Linked DNA regions of Rattus norvegicus: region 1 is linked to region 2. A link is a contact called in public Hi-C data. All regions are on one chromosome and are shown on one strand. Each heading gives the region's core, a stretch centred on a gene start, on an enhancer-like site or on the middle of the called end of the contact. The rest is flanking DNA. Distances are from core to core; before and after follow the strand shown.

What was found. A called contact is a pair of places that touch in the nucleus more often than the background predicts.
Region 1: a contact with region 2 is called in a Hi-C map of liver, with 4 times the contacts expected there. The contact joins two enhancer-like sites. A contact is called at or near these places in 3 of 12 Hi-C or Micro-C datasets (hepatocytes, kidney and liver).

What each region holds. Positions count from the first base shown.
Region 1 is chr2:30,949,301-30,954,228 of GRCr8, forward strand. No RefSeq gene overlaps it. Among named protein-coding and RNA genes, the nearest start is that of Arhgef28, 340 kb to the right of the region's middle. Within about 2 kb of position 1,666, at least 13 of the 93 cell types and tissues checked have an H3K27ac peak or open chromatin away from gene starts, as enhancers often do. A contact at or near this core is called in hepatocytes and liver, where this site is marked.
Region 2 is chr2:30,504,377-30,509,241 of GRCr8, forward strand. The region is part of intron 1 of LOC134485824 (a long non-coding RNA gene); the gene reads left to right. Among named protein-coding and RNA genes, the nearest start is that of Enc1, 220 kb to the left of the region's middle. Within about 2 kb of position 1,860, at least 10 of the 93 cell types and tissues checked have an H3K27ac peak or open chromatin away from gene starts, as enhancers often do. A contact at or near this core is called in hepatocytes and liver, where this site is marked.

The sequences.
Region 1 (4,928 bases), core at 416-2,915, 440 kb after region 2:
TCAAATGGGGCTAATCATACAGCACATCTCTCAGACTTCCTAACATAATGTGGGCTAATTAGGCACTTCCTGCAAGCTCTTTGAACTCCATTACAGAAGGGAAGTGGCTGAGCGAAGAAGTTATTATTAGTGGGGATATGGGGCTATAGCCCTGCCTTAAACACTGAAGCAGGACTCTCAGAACTAAGTTCAGCTCTGTGAAACAGTCGCCTATAGATCTATGTTCAGAGAGCTTTCTCTCTTCCTGGGTTGCAGCGACGCTGGACAAGGAAGGAAAAAATTCTGCCTTGAACATACAAATAGTCAAAGGTTGATTGGTAATCAGGTCCTACTGCTATCAGAATAAGTGAAAGTTTTCATTACAGAAATCAAAACAAGTATGTTATATGATATGGGTGCCTAGGAACCAGTGAGTCTATTACAAGCCTGAAATATAGCCAGTTTGGCCTTGAGCTAAAATGACCAAATCTCATACTAAGGCCTATTAGAACATGTTTGCACAAAACTGTTAAGCAATGCAGGTTGTTTGTGTCCAAAAACACAGTCCACACAGTAAGCACATTGTTCCCGGCAGAATACCGAGACTTGTCTCCCAGGGCTGGACCACTTTCCCAAGAAAACAAATCTTTAAAAGTAACAAATTGCCAGCAACCCGAATGAAGGGTTTCTGTGCTATCTGCCTCTTGTGGGACAGGGCGGGATTATGCTTCATACTGCCAAGAACACAGGACTGAGGTCAATCTGTCAATGTCACGGAAAGGCAGAGTTTAGACTAACCCAGGGAAGGACTCTGTAACACAGATGGGGAACAAGAAGTGACACAGGATTCATATGCATGCTCCAAGACCTCTAGAGTTATTCAAACACCAGCCCAAAGACTAGAGGAGTTACAGAAGCCCAGTCAGCAGGGCAGTGGGTGGAGGGGTAGCCACGTCCTGCAATCAGGACACCTTATAACCCAACATGGGGGCTGATGAACAGAGAGTGAACCTGGACCCTGGAATGGTTCCCAAGTACAAACATTCGGCACAGGGTGGGTGACGATGCCAGGCCTGTGCTCGCTGGCTTTAACATCTCTGGAATAAGGATTAGCAGAGTTAGGCTTGAACATCCTTTATTTACTTTAAAAATATCTTTTGGAAAATCAAGCATGTCTCGATTTGACAGGAAGTATAACGTGCCCTGCTCCAAATTGCTTTCTCTTTTTTCCATCAGAATTCCATTAATCCTGGTTTTATGATTGGCTAAAGTACTCTAGCTATGTAACTAGCAAAGGTTTGGGGTTTTTTTTTTTGTTTAGATTTATAATTCAATTATAACCTTTCTTCTCCCTGCCTCCCCTTCCCCCCAGATCCTCCCATTTTTCCTTCTGCACATTCTCCTCTCCTTCACATTCATGGCCTTTCTGTGTTTTTTCTTTTTTTACAAATTGTTATTGCATGCATATATGTATATGAGCATGCATATACATTGCTAACTATAACCTAGTCACTCTGTATGATACATACATGTATGAAAACATACACGTGCGTATGTTTTCAGGGCTGAATGTTCGGCACTGGGTGACCAACTGGAGTGCTCATCCTTAGGGAAGGCCACCCCTCTCCTCAGTTTTTTTACAGTCCAGTGAAGATTTAAAGAAAAAAAATCAATAACATGAGTGAAACATTAACAGCTGAAATGCGCTTGCATGGTTCTATTTTAATTCCATCATCTCAGAGTGGCTCTGTGTCTCAGCACTCAACCGTTTTGGCAGACATTTATTTATGTTCATCCTATGCATATAGAATTTCTGCCTGCATGCACTTTTTATGCAGCACGTGTGTGCCTGATGCCTATGGAGGACAGAAAAGGGTGTCGGATCTCCTGGAACCAGAGTTTCAGACAGCTGTGAGCTGCCACATGGGTGCTGGGAAGCAAACATGGGTTCTTAACAGCAGTAGTTGTGTTCTAAAAGACTAAGCCTCTGCATCCCCAATCTTATGTTTGTATTCTTAACATTTGAAATTTCTTTTTCTCCCCTTTTCTCCATAAATGACTCGTGCACTCTATTCCCAGAACCCTACATTTGAGAAGATGAGCCCTCAGGGTAGCCTAGTGACAGGCAGAGGGGACCCTGTCATCTAATATTTTGATCACGAGCTCTGTAACCCAATTATACTCATCAAACCTGCTTCCTCACCTGTAAAATCTAAAGCATCCTACCATCTCTAGATCACTGTGAGGATGAAGGACAGTCATGTCAATGCTTGCCCTACTGTGTGGCCTACTGTGTGGCCTAGCACAGAGGAAACCCTTAGTACAAGAAGGTCACACCAGGGAGTGGCTTGCAGTTCTGTGTTGCATGTTTTTTTTAAATACAGAAATTTTTACAGACTTCATGTTGGTGATGGGGGTTGATGAAGGTCACTTGACAATATGTGGGCCTTCAGGACACCATGCCTGGACTTAGGAGCCAAGGCCCACCCCAAACTTGGTCATTGTGACTGAATGAAAGAAACAGGTGCAATCGGTGAAACACACCAGAGCTGAGCTAGTGTTGGTGTTTCCTGTCAATGCTGTCTGTCGGGCATGCTCAGCTGCTCTCTCTCTCCACCAATAGATGCTGGTGTCTATGGGAAGCCAGTGGCAAATATGATTCCATAAAATCCAGGAAGGCTGTGAGCAGGGAGCTTCTAAAAGTCATGTAGCAACTTGGATGAGTTCAGATTTATCTCACAATTCTAATAAATTGATTGGCCTCAGAATCACAGAATGGTAAAAAGATCCAATGATCTTCAGATGCTGGGAATTATTCAGAGAAAATTCACCAGTGCCGGGTGTGGTGGCACACACCTTTAATCCCAGCACTCAGGTAGAGGCAAGTGGATTTCTTTGAGTTCGGGGTCAGCCTGGTCTACAAAATCCAGTTCACGGCAGCCAGGGTTCTGTTACACAGAGAAACTCTTTCTTGAAAAACAAAACAAAAGAAAAAACGATCAACAGAAATACAGGACTCTTGGCTATGTCTCTTCTCAAGTAACAAGGTTCTGGGATCAGTCTTCAGAGCCACAGGGCAGATGCTTATATCTTTAGGGGTGAAAGAATACCCATCACCATCGTCCAAAGCAAGGACCATACCACTCAAACAAAGAAGGAACAGAAATTTGTTCTGCTAAAGTTCAAGTGAAACAGAATCCTTTCCACATATGAACCACGTGCATTTAAAGTGTAAGAACAGGGCTGGAGAGATGGTTTAGTGGTTAAGAGCACTGACTGCTCGTCCAAAGGTCCTGAGTTCAATTCCCAGCAACCACATGGTGGCTCACAACCATGCGTAGTGGGATCTGATGCCCTTTTCTGGTGTGTCTGAAGACAGCTACAGTGTACTTATATACATAAAATAAATAAATCTTTAAGAATAATTATAAAGTGTAGAACAATCTGGGTGCTTGGTGTTTGATACACTTTTCTCAGTGCCACAGCTGGATGGTGGATGGTCTGGCACTAATGCTTGTTGCTTTTGGAGGGTGGGAGGTTGAGGTGGGTGATTGTGCTTTTTTGGGGATGGGGGTGGGGATGACAGTGTTACAATCAAATGAAGTGAAGAGGTACAAATCAGACTCTGATAAGATCAGGAAGCTCTTGTTACAGAGGATGTCCACAGGCTTCAAACTTCTTAAAACATGTCTGCTGGGGCCAGAGAGATGGCTCAATGGTTAAGAACACTGACTGCTTTTTCCAGAGATCCAGAGTTTAATTTCCAGCAACCTCCTGGTGGCTCACAACCATCTGTGATGGGATCTGATGCCCTCTTCTGGTGTGTCTGAAGACAGCTCCAGTATTCTCACATGCAATCAATCAATCAGTCAATCAATCAATCAATCAATCAGAAAAAAAAACAAAATGAAATCATGTCTCCTAATCTGACCCATTCTTTGTTCACGGAATGGAAGACAGAGGAAGTGGGCATCCGAGGGAGACAAAGTTCAAATCTTTCTCCCTCATTTTATTCCAAAGGTCAAGGCCTTTCACCGCCCTGTACTTTAGTTTGCTACTCTACAAAATGGGAGACAGTGTCTTCTGCAAGCCACTGGGGAACCAATAAGAGAGTCAGTGTGTTGAGTTCTGCCCAATGCCTGCCTGGTGAGCAATCAATGAGCGATTTCTTTATCGACCTTGGGGGAAAATGACAGTTCATTATGTAGGAAGATGCATATTGGTGGGAAAGGGGCTTTGGGATGGAAGGGTTCCTTTCATAGCCATCAGTGTCTTCATCCAGAACAATGGCAGCTGAAATCCTTCCCAGTCCAGTTCTTGAGAAGATGCTATATTAATATGAGCCAAGATTTTGATGAGCACGTATTGGAGCTGTCATTTTTGAATACAGTTGTAGATCTCAGGACATAGCAGACAAAGTTCTCACCAGGCAAGATGAGAGGAAAATGTGCTCTGAGCAAGGAATCAGGATTAAACTCCGTCTGTCACAGAGAGATGAGGGTGGGAACAGGGAGCATCTACGCGTGCCTAAACTTCTTAAGGCTGTGTGAGAAGGCAGCCGGTGACACTCTGGCCTTGAAGAGGCCAGAGTTGGTATTCTCCAGCATAGGGTTAAACCTATGATCCAACTCTGTGTGCCCTGAGACCCAGTTCCCTCTTCAACCCTGCATATCACGGGGATTCACAATGAATCCTTCTTGCTTCCTGCTGTGGTGTTTTATGGACTAACAGCATTGGCTTCCAGGATTCTTACCTACTTATAGGTTGGCAAGTTGGGCTCCCATTGTTCGGGCTCATATAAAAAGATAATGGTTATTTCACCTTGCAGACCTGTGTGTACATGCCACGGACTGACTTCATTTGGTATCTGTCATCACAGGAAGAGTAAGAGGATGTGTGAATTTTTCTAGGTCAAGAGGTATGGAAACACTTATATGTAACAGGTAAGA
Region 2 (4,865 bases), core at 610-3,109:
GGGAGCTGTGGGCTGAGTTCCTGTGAGACTCGGTGTCTGTTCGATTTGATACCAACAGAAGTTGGGTTCTTGAGAGAATTGCTTCTTTAAAAAAAAACTTTTGGTTCTCACTAGAGTTCCTGTGGAAACTAGAGGGTGTAGTGTGGTCGTAATTATGGCTTTTCTATGTCAGCGGTTCTTGGGGTCCTCTGCCTCAGGGTGCTGCAGAACTGATTTCTTTGTTTCCCTTCTTCCCCCTTCTCTGTGTATGGAACTGTTCTTTCTCCAGCACTGGGGCATAGCACGCCCCTCCCCCAGCCAGCCCTCCACACCCCCCTTCTTGACTGTCTTTGTCCCTGCTGCTGTGAGTGACTGTTCACGAGTTCACACCATACGTTCTCATGGTCAAGACAACTTCCTCTTCAAAGAGGTCCCTGGGCATTTAAACATTTCTAAAACGAAGAAAGCCCTGGAGGAAGAAGAGGATGCTGTGCCAGTCAGCCGGCTTGGCCTCTGTCACTGCACAGACCCCCTGCATTGCGCTCTAGAGGCCTGTGTTAGATGCTCACTTCCTCCTCTAGCCTGTTAGCGACAGCTCTCGCTAAAACACATGGTGGGCTGAGAGACTGGTTTTCCCTGACAGATGAAGGAATTTTTCATAAAGACCATTAAAATAATGTGGAAGGCATATATATATCTCCCACACAACTAAAACTAGAGTCTTGCCAGATATTCCTATACTCGCACACACAGGGGCATTGGTGAGTATGGTAAAAGCAACCCAAGTGTCCACCAACAGGGTAGATGATGTTGGAATGGATAAACAAATCTTTCATTTGCATACAATGGGACATTAGCCTTAGAAAAGGGTAGGATTCTGATATCTGAGGCAGGCTACAGCGTGAGTCAACCTTGAATACATTTCGCGGAATGAAGTAAGCCAGATATAGAAAGATAAGCACTGTGTCGTTCCACCTGTCTGGGAGAGCTGTCACACTCACAGAATGGTGGTCACCAGAGGCCTTGGGAGAGGGGACTATCGAAGGAGTCACTATCTAAGGAGTTACTATCTAAGGAGTCAGCCTTGCTGTTCAAGGAGGTGGGCAGACAGCCACAGGCGTGCATGTAACCACAGGTACTCGCCATGAAGTCTACTGAATGAACAGCGCACTTTGGTACGGTGAGATTGGTAAAGCTTACGTTGCGCATCCTTTTACCACAATAGAAAAAGGTAACAATGAGGAATGTGGGCATTATAGTTTTGTTGTTTCTTCATAATTTGTTTTTCTTTTTGGCCAAGGCTAAGAGTAGAAGGCGCAAAAGATGTGCACATTGTTAGAGATTTACCAACCAACGTCGCTGCTGTTCGTGTCTCTTCTATGTTGTGCTGCGAATAACACTTATCCAAATAGCAGTGAGAATACACTTTCCTTCTAAGTAATTTTTCCCTGTGACTTTTGTACACCAATCTAGGAAGGAAAACATATTTATCGAGGCAAATGCATGCTTTCAAAGGTCACCAAAATAAACTCTGTGACTGTGGCAACCCTTGGAACTGGGCAGAGGAACCTGGATTTTGCAATTCTTGTGCACACATTGAATGATACTTCTTGTCCCGGGTTCCCTGACTTCATACAGGAAATATGTGACCTCCAGGTCCCCAGGCTGTCTGAAAGGGAGCTTTGATAGAGACAAAGCAAGCAGGGAGATTCCCCTTGGTTCAGGTAATTTCTGTGGCTGATAGTTGTGATCAAGTTTTGAAAAGCAAATACCACCTGCTCGCTGAATCTGGGAACAAGAGTTCAGCTTGTGTGGCAGGAACTCAGGTTTGATGGCCAGGTGCCCCGAGTGCTTGGCAGGCTCACAGGGTGATTTTCTTAGTGAGTCATTGTGACATTCTGTATCTGCATACCACAGGGGAGTCAGGGTTGAAAAGTGGCCCATCTCGCAAGGCGACCCAGGTTAAATTCTTCTCTACAGTTTGGGGGAGCAGATATGGTGAAAACAGATGCACCACCTCCAGGGCAGCATAAAATAAAAACCGCAGTAGATCTCAAGCCTGTGAGACTGGCTTTCTTTGCCCTGATGGGTCATTCAGCACTGTTGGAAATATCAAACTGACATGTAGCTCCCTCCCTCTTCCCTGCTCTTGCTCCCTCCTTCTCTGCCTTACTCCAGTTCTCTCTGTCTCTCTCTCTCTCTCTCCTTCTCCCTCTCCCTCTCCCTCTGCTTCTCCTTCTCCCCCCCCCCTCTCATTTTCCACCTGATTTTACAGCTCATGCTTCTTGAGTATTACATTTTTGCCCTTATATCATCCAGAGCTACACATGTATGCTGACACACTTCTGTGCATGTGCCTATGCACACACCACACCCTGTATACACACACATACACATACCATACCCTGTACACATACACTCACATGTCACATCCTACATGCACACTGTACATATCACACACATACCATACCCTGTACACATACACCACACTCTCACACACACCATACACACCACATACATACACATACCCTATACACATATACACACACGTCACACACATCATACCCTATGCACACACCATACCCTACACACACACATATATACACTGTACATACCACATACACACCACACTACACACAGAGACACAACACATATCACACACCACAACCTACACGCACATGCACATATCACATACACACCACACCACATACCACACACACATGCTATACATATCACACACGCACTACACACACCATACCCTCCACACAGATACATATACTACAGATATCACACACACCACATCACACAAACACTACACATATTGCACACCACACCAAATACACACAGACACATATATACCATACACATCGTACATGCACATACATGAGTGCGCCCCAAATTACTTTCTGCTTTTTTTCTTTCATGTCTTCAGAATAGGATTATAGGTGGATTATATTATACAAGGTTATATAGTTGAAACAGAAGGAAGTTGGCAGATCGATAATTGGTCGAAGTTGGTTGAGAATGGAAAAGATAGAAAATCCATGGACATAGCCTCTCCTTAGCACTTCTCCTTCTGCAGTTCTCTTCAACCCCCACACAAAAGCCAGGCCTTGTCAGACACTAGGGGTACTGGGGAGCCCAAAGTAGGAACAACAAGGCTTTTTATGTCTTTTGTGAGGCCAGGGTTGTAATTCTGCTTGGGAGATACAGTGTTTCTAAGGAGCCAGCTGATAGATGGATGGGGTGGGAGGTGGCAGGGTGCACCTTCGTGGGACTGTGAGAAAGAAAGGCCAGTCTGCTGTCTTCTTTCGATGTCGTTGACTGGACTCGGGTTGGCAGGACGCTCTGAGAGGATGGCTTACAGTCTGGAGCCCAGATTGATCAACAACTGAAAAGGATTCAGTGTAGCATTTGGAATGTTAAGTATCGGCAGTAACAACTATAGACATGACGATATTATTATAGTTAAGAGACCAGTTAGGTATTTTTATGTGACATGTTTTGATTCCTGTGATACAGTGCTGTTTTCTTCCCTTTTAAACTCCGGAGACAGCTACTATTGTTATAAGTGATGTGCACGGTATACAGGGCGTCCCCTGTGGAGAGAGAAGGTGGTGCACACTGAAGCCTCGAAGTGACCATTTGAACAGATATCCACGGTTCATGAGTCCGGCAGCGCCGAACTGCAGGTGTTTGGAGTTCCAGCCGAGGGCGGGAGTTGGGGTGGGGGACAGGTCATATGGTGAGTATGGAATCCCAGTAGAGACGTGACTGACTGGCTAGAGTGGGGTGGTAGCCTTCAAGTCGCAGGTGAGAGGTTAGGTGGCATGTTCTGCCAGGTCAACAGGTCTCAGGTGCCAGCTCTGATCCCTCTTGCTGAGTTGACGGTCTGGTTTGTGGAAATAACATCCCAGGACGCCACAGCTGCCTCAGCGTAATGACCTCCTATTTAATTATTGTATGTTCCATTTTACATATTGAGGCTACAAGAAGCAATTTACCTAAGGACTGGATGACTAAGAGGCCTCATTATATACCCATGTATCACCTCCTCTTTTTACTCCTTTAAGATCGGTGGTTCTTATATTTGACTACGATGTCTCCTGATCCACCATAACCATCAGGAAACAAAGTGAAGTGTTTTTTGGAAAAACATCTCCCTGTGGTAGAAGAGGGAGACAGGCAGCCTTCGGTAGTCATCTGGTGGCCAGTCAAGGTGGAAAGCCTTCCTTCCCATAGGCCGCTTGTTCTGACAGCATGCAGCAGGCATGTCTTAATTTAATTGGGTTGAGGAGGTAAGAGAGAACAATTTTGAGGTGTGGTTTTTCTTGAGGTGGTGTGCAGATACGTAAAGGCTTTTTTTCTAAATGGTGTTTTAGTTGGGCAATTACAGAGCTTGAGTAATTTTGTGTTTCGAATAGGAAAAGCAAACATTACAGTGTGGGGTGAGGACGCACGATGCCAGGGGGAAAGACAGACAATTGATGCTTACCTCCAGCTGGAGAGCCCCGGCCGCTCACAGGCGTCATCCGGTCAGTGTCTCAGTGATTCCTGCCCTTTACACTTTTCCTGCTTGTGTGTCCTGGGCACTGGGCACACGAGGACTTTGTCTTCCATGCCCCTGCCTCTGCCTCAGAGTGGGAGGTGCAGCCCAAGCCTAGAGAGTTGAGCCGAAGGGAAGGTAGGGCATTGTTTCTCCTTTCTGTGTTGTGTTTCTAAAAATTAGTTTCCTCTTGAAGACAGCTCTACCGGGCTGCTCCTCCTTCAGAGTTGTAGTGCAAAATGGACTCCAGGAAAACAATATCTCTTTCCCGTGCCTTCAGTCCTGGATGCAAGCTACTAACTGCTTCAGGCAAACCTCATTCAAGGGCCTGCTCATCCCT